Linked DNA regions of Mustela erminea: region 2 is linked to region 1. Evidence: chromatin contacts called from public Hi-C data. All regions are on one chromosome and are shown on one strand. Each heading gives the region's core, a stretch centred on a gene start, on an enhancer-like site or on the middle of the called end of the contact. The rest is flanking DNA. Distances are from core to core; before and after follow the strand shown. Region 1 has its middle 15 kb from the start of MSC. Region 2 has its middle 110 kb from the start of MSC.

Region 1 (7,100 bases), core at 1,326-3,825:
GTGGCCACAGGAAGATGGCGGAGTTGAAAACAGCCCCGAGGAGATGCCCTGATTCAGATGAGCCCACAGGACACCCTCATGCTTTTCATTCCCCTGTGATCTGTCCCAGAACTGCTGCTCTGCAGGGAAATTTAAGACCCTGTGACCAGGACTGTCCAGGATTAGAATTCATAGACTCTGAGTTTCCCCTTGGCATCCAGCCCACCCAATCTGAAGGACACCAGCAGATAAGAATTTGGCACCATGACAGGGACTTCATGCAGCTGCTTTCCATGGGTACCAGCCAAGCGCTTGGGAGCCTATGGGGGGTGATAAGCAGACCCTTCTGAGGACCGGACTTGTTGGGTGGCCCTGGGTATTCACTTGCTCTTCCAACGTTGGTTTCTCACCTAAAACGAGCCACCCGAACTACAAGAAACCTTAAGACCTTTATATTTCTAAAATGCTCCTTTTTAAAAAAAAAAAATTATTTATTTATTTGACAGATCACAAATAGGCAGAGAGGCAGGAAGAGAGAGAGAGAGGAGGAAGCCGGCTCCCTGCCAAGCAGAGAGCCCGACGAGGGGCTCGATCCCAGAACCCCGGGACCATGACCTGAGCCGAAGGCAGAGGCCCCAACCCACTGAGCCACCCAGGCGCCCCTAAAATACTCCTTTTCTTAAGGGTCTTTCAAGCAGCAGTGATGACTCCTGCTATTGTTGTAAGTTACAGATAGGGAGGCTTAAAGCCTGAGCAGAGGGACAAAGTCAACCTGTTAAATGTTTTAGATGAGCTCAAGCCCCTCAGGTGTCCCCGGACTTATTACACAGAATGGTGCTATTTCCATGTGATTTTAGTGTTGACCATACACTTTGCCACACACCCTTCACTTCTATTACAAGTCCTCTGTTCACCATGGTACAAAAAACCCCTTCTCTCTCTCTCTCTCTTTTTTTTTTAAGATTTTATTTATTTATTTGACAGAGAGAGAGAGGGAACACAAGCAGGGGGAGTCAGAGAGGGAGAAGCTGGTTTCCCACTGAGCAGGGAGCCCGATGCGGGGCTCTGTCCCAGGACCCTTCCTGAACTGAAGGCAGATGCTTAACGAGTGAGCCACCCAGGTGTGCCTCAAAAAGGCTTCTTTAGGAACTAGAGAAATCAAATAAGCACAGCCATTTTGGTATTTAAGCTCTTTCCTTCTAAAGGCAGATACTCACTAGCATTAAAAAATGGTGAAACAAGATTTGTCAGAACTTTAAAAAAAAAAAGATTTTATTTATTTATTTGTCAGAAAAAGAGAGAGAGAGAGCACAAGCAGAGCGCAAGGCAGACAAAAGGAGAAGCAGGCTCTCCGCTGAGCAGGGAGCCCAATGTGGGACTCGATCTCAGGACCCTGAGATCAGGACCTGAGCCAAAGGCAGAGGCTTAATGACTGAGCCGCCCAGGTACCCTCCTATCAGAACTTATAATAAATATTCTATGATTGTGTTTAATTTGACCCAGAATAAAAATTAAGTTTGGAAAACATCATATCCAAATAAAAGAATCCCTCAGCAAAATACTTAACAAACGAACAATCAAAGAAGATGGCTTTTTGAGGGGTGGTGGGTAACTTTTAGAAGCCTCGGTGGGAAGTAACAAAATTTGGGGGAAAAAATTTGGTCTATTGTTTCAAGAGCCTAGCAGTTTTTTCCCCCTTTCTCCTTTTTCCATGATTTCTCAAAACGTACTGTTGGTGCTTTAGAATCATCTCCTTTAAGGCTTTTGCATATCTTGAGACTTGATTCATCTGAGACTAGGTTTTTAAAAGACTCCTGGCTGGTGGTGGGCAGGATGGGTTGAAGGCAGCAGGAGGACCTGGGCTGGCCAGACAAGACCGACGGAGAGCCCCGGTTGAGAGTAGTGGTGGGGTTACAGGGTTGCATTCAAGAGACACGTTACTGCTAGCATCAGATGGACTGTGTTATACACTGGAAGTGGGCGATGAAAGACGGAAAGAAATTCACATCCACTACAGGGTTTCTAACTTGGGCCAGACAGTGAACGCCGAAGTCATCATGAGTCATCATTTATCACTCAAGTTTAAAAGGGCAAGTTGGAAAGAGTACAGAATTTAGAAACTTTGCCATTCATTCAGGAACTCCACTGTCCTTTGGCTTAAGGGGATTCTTACCAAATTTTGTCTCATTGTAGGGGTTCAGATTCGAAGGGGATACACTAATAACTAAAAGCTCAGAGACGAGGACTATTTGACTCAGAGAACAAAGGGTGGAAACAATGTCCTTGCTGGGTCTTGCGTGAGCATGCCTTTTTTTTTTTTTTTTTTTTTTTTTTTCTGTCGCTGGAGTAGAGATGTCTTCAGAATGGGAATCTTGGATTTTCATTTTTTATCTTTATGAAATTATCACCTTCATATGTCTGGTACAAAGCAAGTACTCAGTAAATATTTAACAAATTATTCTTAACAGAAAATAATCATCACTCTACTTTGGCTTCAATTCTGTTTCTGTTGTGAAATGATGATGATTTTGGAAAGTCCATTCTCCGGAGCAACCTGAGATAGTCATCACAGACAAGCAGGACGCTGGTATAATGAGTCACTGCTGTTTTACCAACTATGCTAATTCCTGCTACACACAGGCATGTCTGCTCTGCGCAGAATCTGGTGGTTCTCAGGATCTCTCAGACTGAAAACGTGAATGAGTACAGTAAAGGACAAAAGCTTTCGAATTGCAAGAGACAAGTTAATACTGTTAGCATGCTGAGTCTCATGCCATACACTTTAAAGGTCATGGTCGTTGAAATCACCCATTAGACCATTAGTAGTTCTGTTACTCTTTTAATTTACAGATAGAAACACAGGCTCATAAAGCTTTTGGGACTTGCTGAGCACCACAGAGGGCCCTAGCTCGTCGAGTCAGAGTTTAAACCTGGTTCTTTCAAAGACAAATACCATATCATTTCACTCACGTGGAATTTAAGAAACAAAGCAGATGAACATAGGGGAAGGGAAGGAAAAATAAAGATGAAGACAGAGAGGGAGGCAAACCATAAGAGACACTTACCTATAAGAAACTGAGGGTTGCTGGAGGAGTGGTAGGTGGGGGAATGGGGGAATGGGGGTTGGGCATTAAGGAGGACACTTGAATGAACACCAAGTGTTACAGGCAACTGATGAATCCCTAAATTCTACTTCTGAAACTAGTAGTACACTCTATGTTAATTCAGTTGAATTTAAGTAAAAAATTTAACACACACACAAACCTGATTCTCTCTAATTGGTAGAGTTAGGGTTTAAACCTTGTTCTCTCTAGCTCAGAATCCTAACCCTTAATCAATCCTAATCTAGCACCTCCCCAAAGACTTTTTCCAGGTAGAAAGGAGGCCGGTGGGAAAATGGTGCTCCCCAACAAGGATGCTCTAGCTTGGGATGTTAACTTGGGGTAATAGATAAGACACAGAGTTACATCTGGTTCTGAGTGCTCAAAATGGTATGGAAGTGAAGAAGGAAGCCATGGTCTGTCTGCTTGGGTGGCAGTACCAGCCAAAACAACTCAGAGAAAGTCACTTGTCCTCTATAAAGAGCTCTTTTCTTTTTGATCTTGTTTTCCTCTTTAGCTCCTGATGATGATGATGACTGGAAAAATGCCAAATGTATATGTGCTGAGCTAAAAAAGCCTCACCTGAGATTTTTCTCTCACAGGATTACATATCCTGGAGAGCTCTGCAGTGGAGACAGGAAGTGGCCAAGAGAAAAAAGCTGGAGGGGAAAAATAGAAGGAGGGGAGAGGCACAAAAAGCCGGGACTGTGGGCTGTTCTCACCACAAGCGTCATCCCGTGATTCCCATGATCGACCAGCCGATCAGTTTTAGATGTGTGTGATGGATACTTGCTTAACTGAGTTGAGAAAGAGACAACTTTCCACTAGAACAGGTAATTCGCTATTTTCCATCTTCACAAGGACAGGGCAAGAGACAGTATGTCTGAATTCAGACATGGGAGAATTAAGGTAGACTTAATGAAATTGCCTGATAGAGAGTTTTTCTGATGACCTGGGATTCGGGGGTAGGACTTTGTAGAACTAGGGAGGAACCTGTGGTATAGATTTCATAGACTCAGAAAGCCCTAACATTTTAGATCCAAAAGGTATCTCATGAATAATCGACTTTGTGTTCATCCTAGTACGCAAGTAATAATGAAAAAGAAAGATGAATCTAAATGCCTATTGGGATTACCTGTCTATGGGTTGCTACGCAACAATTACAAACTGTAGTCTACAAACTGCATAACTTCATTGGAAAGGTTTATGATATGAGCATGAGAACAAATTACAATTATAATAATGATAGTCAAAACCAAAATAATCTATTCATTTTACAGATAAGGAAAGTGAAGCTGGATCTTCAGAAACTGGATATGGCTTTTCATCTATCTGGGATTAGAAAGAGACTCTGCTTGAAAATTTGGCTTTCATCCTTATCATTCAAGGTCATTTCCTATCTGTCTTTGACCAGCTGGTTTGTCTTCCCTTCCCTTTCATACTTCTTCCTATGGCTTCTTCCCTGACCCGCAGAATCAATTCTACTTCATTTATATTCCTACAACATTTTATATATGTCTTCATTTTTAAAAACCTTTTAAAAATAGATGCCCAAGAATGCAAAGGTGGTTTTAACAGAAACAAATAGCAAATCAATCCATGTAATATGCTACATTATAACAATGAAGGAAAAAATCCACATGACCACCTCAGCTGACACACAAAAAGTCATTGACAAAATCCAACATGATAAAAAGATTCAGAAAATTAGAAAAAGAAGGGAACTCCCTCAACATCAGAAAGTGCGTTTATGAAGAACCCTCAGCTAACATTAAACACCATGGTGAGAGACCGAGCTTTCCCCTGAGATCAGGACAAGACAAAGATGACGCTTTTACCTCTGCTATTCATCATTGTACTGAAAGTTCTAGCCAGAGAAATTAGATAAGAAAAACAAATAAAGGCCATTTAAATTAGCATGGAAGACTTAAAGCTATCTCCACTTGAAGATGACATGATTCTATATATCCATGAAAGAATCTACAAGAATCCACAAAAAACTACAAGAGCTAAGAAGATAATTCAGCAAAGTTGCAAGGTACAAGAGGAACACATAAAAGTCACTTGTGTTTCTAGATACCAGAAATGAATGATCTGAAAAAAACTATTTTTTCTGTTTTCTATTTACAATATCATCCAAAAGTTTAAAGCACCCAGGAATAAGGTCAACCAAGAGGGAGAAAGACTTGTAAGCTGAAAACTATAAAACACTGCATAAGGTAATTAAAGAACAACTAAATAAATGGAAAGACATCCTGTGTTTGTGTGTTCATGAATTGGAAAACTTAATACTGTTAAGATGTTGATACAACATAAAGTAATTTACATATTTAATCCATCTCTATAAAAATTCCAATGGACTTCTGTGCAGAAATAGAGAAGCCAATCCTTAAATTCACACAAATTTGCAAGGGACCTGGACCAGCCAAACAATCTTCAAAAGAAGAACCAAGTGGGAGGACTTACATTTTCCAATATCAAAACCTACCACAAAGTTACAGCAATGAAAACAGTGTAGTGCTAGCATGAGGCTATACTTATAGACCAATGGATTAGAATTGAAAATCCAGAAATAAACCTGTACATCTATGGCCAATTGATTTTGACAAGGATGCCAAGACCATTCAATGGAGAAGAGTGATATTGGGACAACTGGATAACCACAGGCAAAAGAATGAAGTTGGGTCCCTATCCCACACCATATACAAAATACATGAACGATTTAAACATGCTTGCAAAAAGCATTAAACTTTTAGAAGAAGAGTAAATCTTCATGGCATTGGATTTGACAGTGAATGTAACATCTAAAACAAGGGTAACAAAAAAATAGTTACATTAGGCTTCATCAGAATTATAAACATTTGTACATCAAATAATATTATTAAGAAAGTGAAAAGATAACCTAAAGAATAGGAGAAGATATTTTTAAGAATGAGCAAAGGACTTGAATAGATATTTCTACAAAGAAGGTATACAAATTGATCACCAAACATATGAACAGATGCTGAACATCATTAGTTATTGGGGAAATCCAAATCCAAACCACAATGAGGTACCACTTCACACTCACTAGAATGGTGATAATAATAATAATAAGGACAATGACAACAACAAGTGTTGGTGAGAATGTGAAGAAATTATAACCCTCCTACACTGCTGGTGGAACTGTAAAATTGTTCAGCTGGTGTGAAAACGTTTTACAGTTTCTTAAAAAAAGACAAAGTAAGACAGAATTATCACACAGCCCACCAATTCCATTTTATGATTGAAAATAGGTACTCAAACAAGTCCCTGCACACAAATGTTTATAGCAGCACTGGTCACCATAGCCCAAAGCTGGAAACAACCCAGACGCCCTCAGTGGATCAACTAATGGTGGCATATTCATCCAGTAGAATATTCTTCAACCATAAAAAAGGAATGAATGCCACGGTGTGGATGAACCTTGAAAACATTCTGCTAAGTGCAAGAAACCGGACACAGAAGACTCACATATTGTATGATTCAATTTATATGAAATATCCAGGAGAAATCAGTCCATCGCACAAAATGTAGGTTGTTTGGTTGCCAGGGGCTGGGGAGAGGAGAAATGGGAGAAATGGCTTAAAACGGGGTTTCCTTTAGGATGAGGGAAATGTTTTGGAACTAGGTAGAGATGGTGGTTACAAAACATTGTCAATGCACTAAACGCCACTAATTATTCACTTTAAAATGGCTCATTTTATGTCGCGTGAATTTCACTTCAAAACCATGATTTACAACAGAAAGTAATATGTGTTACCCAGTATAAAAAAGTAAGAGTGATTTTAAACCCAGCTTCAAGGGCAGTAAATACATTTGTCAATGGACGTTTCCGCACTCTATTATTTGCTTACATAACCACTGTTTCTGTTATTTTGGGAACTCTCTGCTGCTCCAGTTCTTACCACAAGATTCAATCGTAAAAATAATTGGTTGGAAGGAAGCCAAACGTCTGAACTCCGGGCGACAGGGCCCTGTCCTGAAAGGACGAGCTTGGCG
Region 2 (7,100 bases), core at 2,271-4,770, 120 kb before region 1:
TAATAAATACCCATTGTTCATAGAGAGTTTTCTTTCAAAATTTAAATACATCTTGGGATGGGAAGACCTGAGATCATTATTAGTCATTTGCAACTTAATATGATTATCAGGTCATGTTTGAAACAGCCAATACTGAAAGGCAGAAAAATGCATGAAAACATTAAACCATAAGAATTTACTTAAAGGAGATAAATATAAGGCTTGAAACTAATTACAGATTAGCTGCTAATTTATTTTCATTTGATAGTAACACTGACACCGGTAGAAGAGCGAACACAAGGGAGCCAATTACTGTGCCCAACGCTGCAATGGGTTCTGCTTTTATTACTGTGTCCATGCAGTTACTCACTCTGATCACTAGATGGTGCTTTTGTGCGCAAGAACTCCTGGCTTTGCAACCTTTGTTCCTTCCCTCCCCAAGAAGTGATTGGAAATTCAAGATACGCCTCCACCTTCTTAACTAATTAGCCTTTAACTTTAATAACCTTTAATGAAAAAGTGATAAAATTATTTTTATCAAATATGTCAAATCATATACATTATCAAATATGCAATCTACCCAAATTGTCTCTATAATAATATAATGTGAAAATTTTCCCAAGTAAAAGAGTAATTTGCCATCAACTTCTGCTTCTCTAAATCAATAGATCTGCTAAAAACAGTGCAATTTGTTGGGGGAGAACAACTTAGTAAGGGTCTTGGCTGAAGTTAACCAGTGTATCAAAAAATGCAGTTTTTAACCTTACACCATAACTTTTTAACAGAAAATTTGACTGATTTGCTCTTCCTTTTTGCACTGTTTTTTTGGTCCAACTATTTTAAGAAACTTTGGGCTAGGATTAAACATCCCTTACATGAAGATTTTGCTGCTCTCACAAGTTCTACCTCGCCTGACCCTCCTCTCGCCACCTTTGCAAGATCACCAACACAGTGTTTTAATTGGAAACTGACACAGCTGTTAGGTTGTCAGGGAGAATGGAAGCACAGTCATTCTCTAATGGGGCTGATACTCAACTGTAACACATTATCATCACCATTCATGTGGCTTTCTTCACATGCAAGCGTTCTAAGAATATATAAATTAGATGATCTGAGTGACAAAAATGATGCTCCAAACAGCCCGAGTCTCTGTAAAGTTTTCAGTCACTCACTAGCTAATTAATAAGACACCTCTTCAGTACAAAGATAACTGAAATAGTCCCTCAAACAACAAAACTCCATAGGACATCCACAGAGACAAGGCTAGTGTCCAAAAAATATCTTGACTCTTGTCCTTTACTTTTGTGCTAAAAGAAAAATTTTCTCTCTGTGTTAAGGGTATCCTCAAATTGTTAAAATTTCCAATATGAATGTACTGTCATATCACATTGTCAATACATCTGTTTAATTCAAGGTGGTTCTTTCCTCTAAGACTTAAGAAACAGAAAACATGTGTAACAGCAACTGGAAGAAATTTTCTCTTTAAGAATGGAAGAGTTGGTGAATGAAAATTCAGAGCAATAATCAATAATAGGATAGTCAGATTTAGCACAAATAAGCTGCTCAATGAATGAATTCTTAATTATTTAGAGTTTTATTGTGCAAGTATCGCTGTTGGGTCCGAGCGTGAAGAAGGTGGGTAAGGTATGAACACACTCTTATTTGCGGACATATGGTCACTAGGAGCAGTTTTATCATTTAACCTTGCTCCTAGACAACTATGATTTACACCCTCTCCTCTCTCAACAAAAAGTGTAGTGAATTCAGTGCTCACTTCCTTAATGGTGATCTAACAAATAAGGGGGAGGTAAGAAAATTTGAGTAAGGGAATTCACCTCCCTTTTTGTTGAGAAAGAATCAAGCATATGAAACAGAAAATATCTAGACAAAATAAAGGGTATAGGTATTGCTTCAGTTTCCTGAATAAAGCCTTCCCCCAGTCTGACCCCGACCCATCTCCTGCATTTTCTCGATTCACCGAGAAGCAGCTAAAGCCCTCTCTGCTCCCAGACGGGCCCTGTGCCTGGATGGCCCGGTGACTTGGTTCCTCTCTTCAATCTCGCTGGGATGCCCATTTCCCACCAGTTCCAGGTCCAAACATATCCGTCCTCCAAAATCCAACTCAAATTCCACTTGCTCATTAAAGATTCGCCGATTTCCCCAATGGGATGATCTCTGTCAAGCATACATCTCTAGAGCAATGGATGTGTCCACGGACGGATAACTGTGGCTGGCTGTCTATAAAACTAGCTGCACTCTAACGTAAGGGACTGACTATTCGTTGAGTCTCACTGGATTTCTGGGGGTTTTCCTGTCTTATTCTACTGAAAGTTCTTGGTTGGCAAAGAAGGGGACCATTTCCTAATAACTTTATATTTATTCAACAAACATGCTCAGCCACTATCAGCTGAATGAAAAGAGATAAATGCTTCCTGCTGCTCTTAGTGTATTCATCAGCGGGCGAGAAGTCATCCATGTGGGGCTCAGCGAGAGGAAGAAGAAAATGTTGCTGGTTCCTCAGTGTGTACCACAGTACGGCCTCACTGTGGTCCCAATATCCCTCCAGCTTTTCTTTGGACAGTGAGGACTCATTCTACGGACTGGAAGCTGAAGTCGATCAGTAAAAGCAATTTAATTCTTCTTCTGATACGGGGATTCTATGATCCCATGAGTTTTAAGGTATAATCAAGTTATAAGAGGTTCTGCTATTAGCAGCTCCATTACGAATGAAGTTGGTAGACAGGATTTGCAAGTATGTTTGCCTCCTACATAATGTATCAGTGTAGAGAAGACCTAACCTCTGCCCTCTAAGGGCAAGAGCTTCATTTAAAAGTGCATTTCTATCTATTTCCTGGTAGTTTATTTTTCTTTCTAATATTCAGTATACTTACAGAAACCAAAATTGATCTCAGTGTCAGAAGAAGAATATTTTTACTACCTTTGATCATTTCTTACAATGCTAAGAAGATAAATGGTTGCACAGTTATCTATGTACATAAAGTATATATTTAAAAATACTTTTTGTATGCAAGTGATGATACTCAGAAAGGGCATTTTGACCGAAAAAAATCTGAAGCTGTTGATTTGAACTTCCTCAAAATCATTCGATTCCTCTCTTCCTGCCCACAATCTGAGTTTCTGCTTACTCCCCTCAACTTCCACTCTTCAGAAAGGCTCTCACTGTCTCACCGAAGATTTGTTCCCGCCTTCCTTCTCCTGACCCCAGGCCCCTCGGTGTCGTCTTCTCTCACCCATGTCTCTTCAACCTCTCCTCTTGGATCCATTTTTCCTCCTTCTGATAAGCAGTATCAAGTTCCCCTCCTCTTAAAAACAACCACCTTCCTTAAACCTCTATCATCCTCTAGGTTCTAGCCGTCTATTTCTTCCCTTTTATGGTCAAGCTTCTGGAAGCAGATGGAATTCGCTGTCACCTCTTCTTCATCTTCCGCTCATTTTCTCAACCAACTCCCGTATGACTACTGCTCATAGCATTGTGCTGAAGTCATCCCTGTCGAGGCCCCCAGTGACCTGCTGAATCACGAGATGATTCAACTCTGTTCGTTCCCAACTTGACCCTATGAACAATTCTTCTGGAACCTTCGTATCTCTTGGTTTTGCAGCCTTCGCACTCCACTGGCACTCACACACCTCTGGCCACTGCTCTGACACACAAACACACTTTTTAACGTCTAAGGAGAGAATTCGTTTTTCAAGTACAGAACAATATAATGCAATTTAGCAAATACCTCAAATTCATACCCATGAAAGCTCAGAATTAATATCTAGAACATGGTGTGATATTTGCTATTGGACTCTTTTTTTCCCTAATTGTACCCTTACAAAAATTAAATTAATATACCCTATATTCTCCTTTCAAAAAAAAAAAAAAAGGAAAGGAAATACTGCATTTCCTTTAAAAAGCTAAAGCTTTCTTTATTCACCACTTTTAACACTATCTCCCTCCCTGCCCCTTCTCCTCAGGCAACCATTATCATGACATCATAAAACGAACTCTCCAGTTCATTTTCAAATTTTTACTCACACATACATTAGTCATATGTTATTCAGTTCTGTATGTGTTTCTTAGAGTGTTTTTTTTTAAAGATTTTATTTATTTATTTGACAGAGAGAGAGATCACAAGTAGACAGAGAGGCAGGCAGAGAGAGAGAGGAGGAAGCAGGCTCCCCGCTGAGCAGAGAGCCCGATGCGGGGATCGATCCCAGGACGCTGGGATCATGACCCGAGCTGAAGGCAGAGGCTTTAACCCACTGAGCCACCCAGGTACCCCTCTGAGAGTGTTTTCTAAGGCCAGTCTATGTTGCTATATAAAAACCAAATTCATACTATTTAATTGTGTTAATACATTTATTACTGTGACTCTGCAGCATTTGATATAGTCAGTCCTCCAATAATGAACATGTAGATTGTTTCTGATTCTTTGCTATTGCAAAGAAGGCTGTGCAGACGCTCTTTGTCACTGTCTCTTGGCCACATGGGAGGGATCTTCTCAGGTTCTTGCTTCAATTATATATATGCCCCACTCCATTTCCAAAGTTATCTTTCTGTAATAAAAACCCAATTTGTGACTTTCCTGCTTAGAATCTTCAACTGGCTCCTCCTTCACTGCAAAATAAAGGGCATAGTCTTGCACCTTCTATAGAGCTCTGCCTTATCTCAGCCGGCTTTCTCCCTCCTCTCCAAGTTCATCTCCCACCCCTTTGCCATATATCCTAGTCCTACTGGACTACCTTCAGTCTTGCAGCATTTTCCCTGCTTTCCAGGGACATTCTGGTCTCTTTCTCTGCATTTGCATGGGCTGTGCCCTGTGTTTAGAATATCATCCCCCGACAGACACACACACACACACACACACACACACACACAATCACACAATCTCAGCCTGCTAATTCCTTCCCATGCTTCAAAATTCAACTTGGCTGTCATGCCTGTGGGAGGCCCACTGTTCCTCTCCTTCTGAGATGATTAAGGCATTCAAGACGAAACGTGCATCTTCTAATAATGAACTGCCAAGGTGACCGGTCGGCATCTCCTTCCCTTGTGTCCATACATTAGGGTAAAGAGCCTACACTGTCTGCCCGTAACAGGCAGCAGATCAGGCATGAATGTTCTGGAATAGACCCCTGGGCCAATGTTCCTTTTTCATCAAGAACGCTGGGATTGGAAGCACACCATGTGTTTTTGGCCAAATTAAAGAGGGGCAAACGCCCTCCACTTTTTCGAGAGAATGAAGTTTTACTTTTTTTTTTGTTTGTTTGTTTGTTTTTAAAGATTTTATTTATTTACATGAGAGAGAGAGAGAGAGAAAGTGAAGAGGGGAGAGAGAGAGAGAGAGAGCATGAACTGGAGCGAGGGGCAGCGGGAGAAGCAGACTCTGCACTGAGCAGGGGGCCTGGTTCGGGCCTTGATCTCAGGACCCTGGGATCATGACCTGAGCCGAAGGCAGACACTTACCTGACTGAGCCACTCAGGTGCTCCTTTCTCATCTCTTAAATGAATGCATTCTGTTCTACCCTTTCTCTTGTCTCATATATGCAAGAATGATTTTTAAGGAGACAACTCAAAAACTCATTTTCTTGGTAGGGTTACAGTTACTATTGAAACATCTGTGCCCTGTTTCACACAGTCTCCATGAACAAAAGACACCAAAAGCTCACTTGGGCTGAAATGATTTCACAGCCTATGAACTTCACTGGGTCTTACTGAGGAAGGGGTTTCCTCCTGCAGATGTGAACCGGGAGAACATTCGTTGCGGCTCCAGGCTTCCAGAGATAAGCGCATTTCACACATAATCAAGAAAAATTATCATTGGAAATATGGGAACAGGATTAGAGTCTTGATCCTCTCTGAAGGTAATCGAGCATCCCGCCCAGTAAAGGATTGCATTTCCAAAGCTACAGGGAGGTGTTGTGACTCTGAGGGGGAAAAGGGAGAAAGAAGAAACGTTTGGTTAATAATTTCTGGGGGAGAAAGTTACATGTTATGTAAGTAAATAAGCTTCCCTTTTTCGTATATACTACTACTCTCCGTAAGGAACTACCATGAGTATCTACTATGTGCTCGGCCCTGCTCTGGGCTCAGCTGATACAGAGATAAGGGGCTGGGAGCCGGACGTGGAGACCACACTCCAGGGGAGGAGACAAATCATCAAACAGATGATTCAATTTGTGTGATACATGCTGGGGTGCTGACCCAGGGCACTTGCTATGAAAGCAAAAGGGAAATTTCCTACATGAGACTTGAGGGACTGAGACCAAGGGCAGGACTGGGCGGGGTGGAGTGGGGGGAACACGCCATTGAATGGACAAGGTGGCTTACAAGGGACAGGCTGCTCTCTAAATGAGATCTGTCCTCAGTAGCAGACCCCATGGGTGCACAGCTCTGTGAGACACACAGTACCTGGGGTGGAAGAGTGCCCACCATGGTCCACCCATCCCCCACAGTGTGTCTTCTTGGCTGGGATCACTCCAGTGTGTAAAACACTATCCTGATGACAGCAGCCACCAAAGGCTCACCGCATCCTGGAACTCACCCTGCTCTCCGGACACCACGCTCATGCGCTGTGTTCCCTACGCCTCCAGTGACTTTTCTTTCCTTTTGCAACTGGGGAAAACCGACTTCAAAACTTCAAAGCCCAGCCCATTCCTCCGAGTCAGCTCCAAGCAGGAAGGATCACTCCTCTGCGTGTTCATAACTTTGGGTCCATCACTTTGCCAAACTGTTTGCTACCACTAGCTTTACCCGCTGAATCCCACTCCTTGCTCAAACTTCCCACTCTGCCCCAAACCCAGGATCCTCTGTTCCTGTCTGTGCGAGAGCATCTCCACCTGCCCCGAGCAGATATGCAACAGCACCCTCCCCCGATCTGTGCGTGCTCTGAGCTAATTGTATCTCCTAAATGTCTCTTGCATTTACCTCTGTATTTGTCTTATTGCTGGTGTAGATTATTATTTCTGTCCCAGGATTATTGCTTTTGCTTTTTCATTAAGCTCTTGACCTCTGCTTTCCCATCCCTCATGCTTCCAAGGAAGCACTAGGGCCACGTGGTTATTAAATACATGGACTTTGCTGCCTGCTGACCTTGGTTCCAACCTCACTTTGC

Evidence for each region. A called contact is a pair of places that touch in the nucleus more often than the background predicts.
Region 2: a contact with region 1 is called in a Hi-C map of fibroblasts, with 5 times the contacts expected there. The contact joins two enhancer-like sites. A contact is called at or near these places in 2 of 3 Hi-C or Micro-C datasets (fibroblasts and spleen).

The regions. Positions count from the first base shown.
Region 1 is chr16:24,285,821-24,292,920 of mMusErm1.Pri, reverse strand. No RefSeq gene overlaps it. Among named protein-coding and RNA genes, the nearest start is that of MSC, 15 kb to the left of the region's middle. Within about 2 kb of position 2,575, the one cell type or tissue checked has open chromatin away from gene starts, as enhancers often do. A contact at or near this core is called in fibroblasts, where this site is marked.
Region 2 is chr16:24,410,916-24,418,015 of mMusErm1.Pri, reverse strand. No RefSeq gene overlaps it. Among named protein-coding and RNA genes, the nearest start is that of MSC, 110 kb to the right of the region's middle. Within about 2 kb of position 3,520, the one cell type or tissue checked has open chromatin away from gene starts, as enhancers often do. A contact at or near this core is called in fibroblasts, where this site is marked.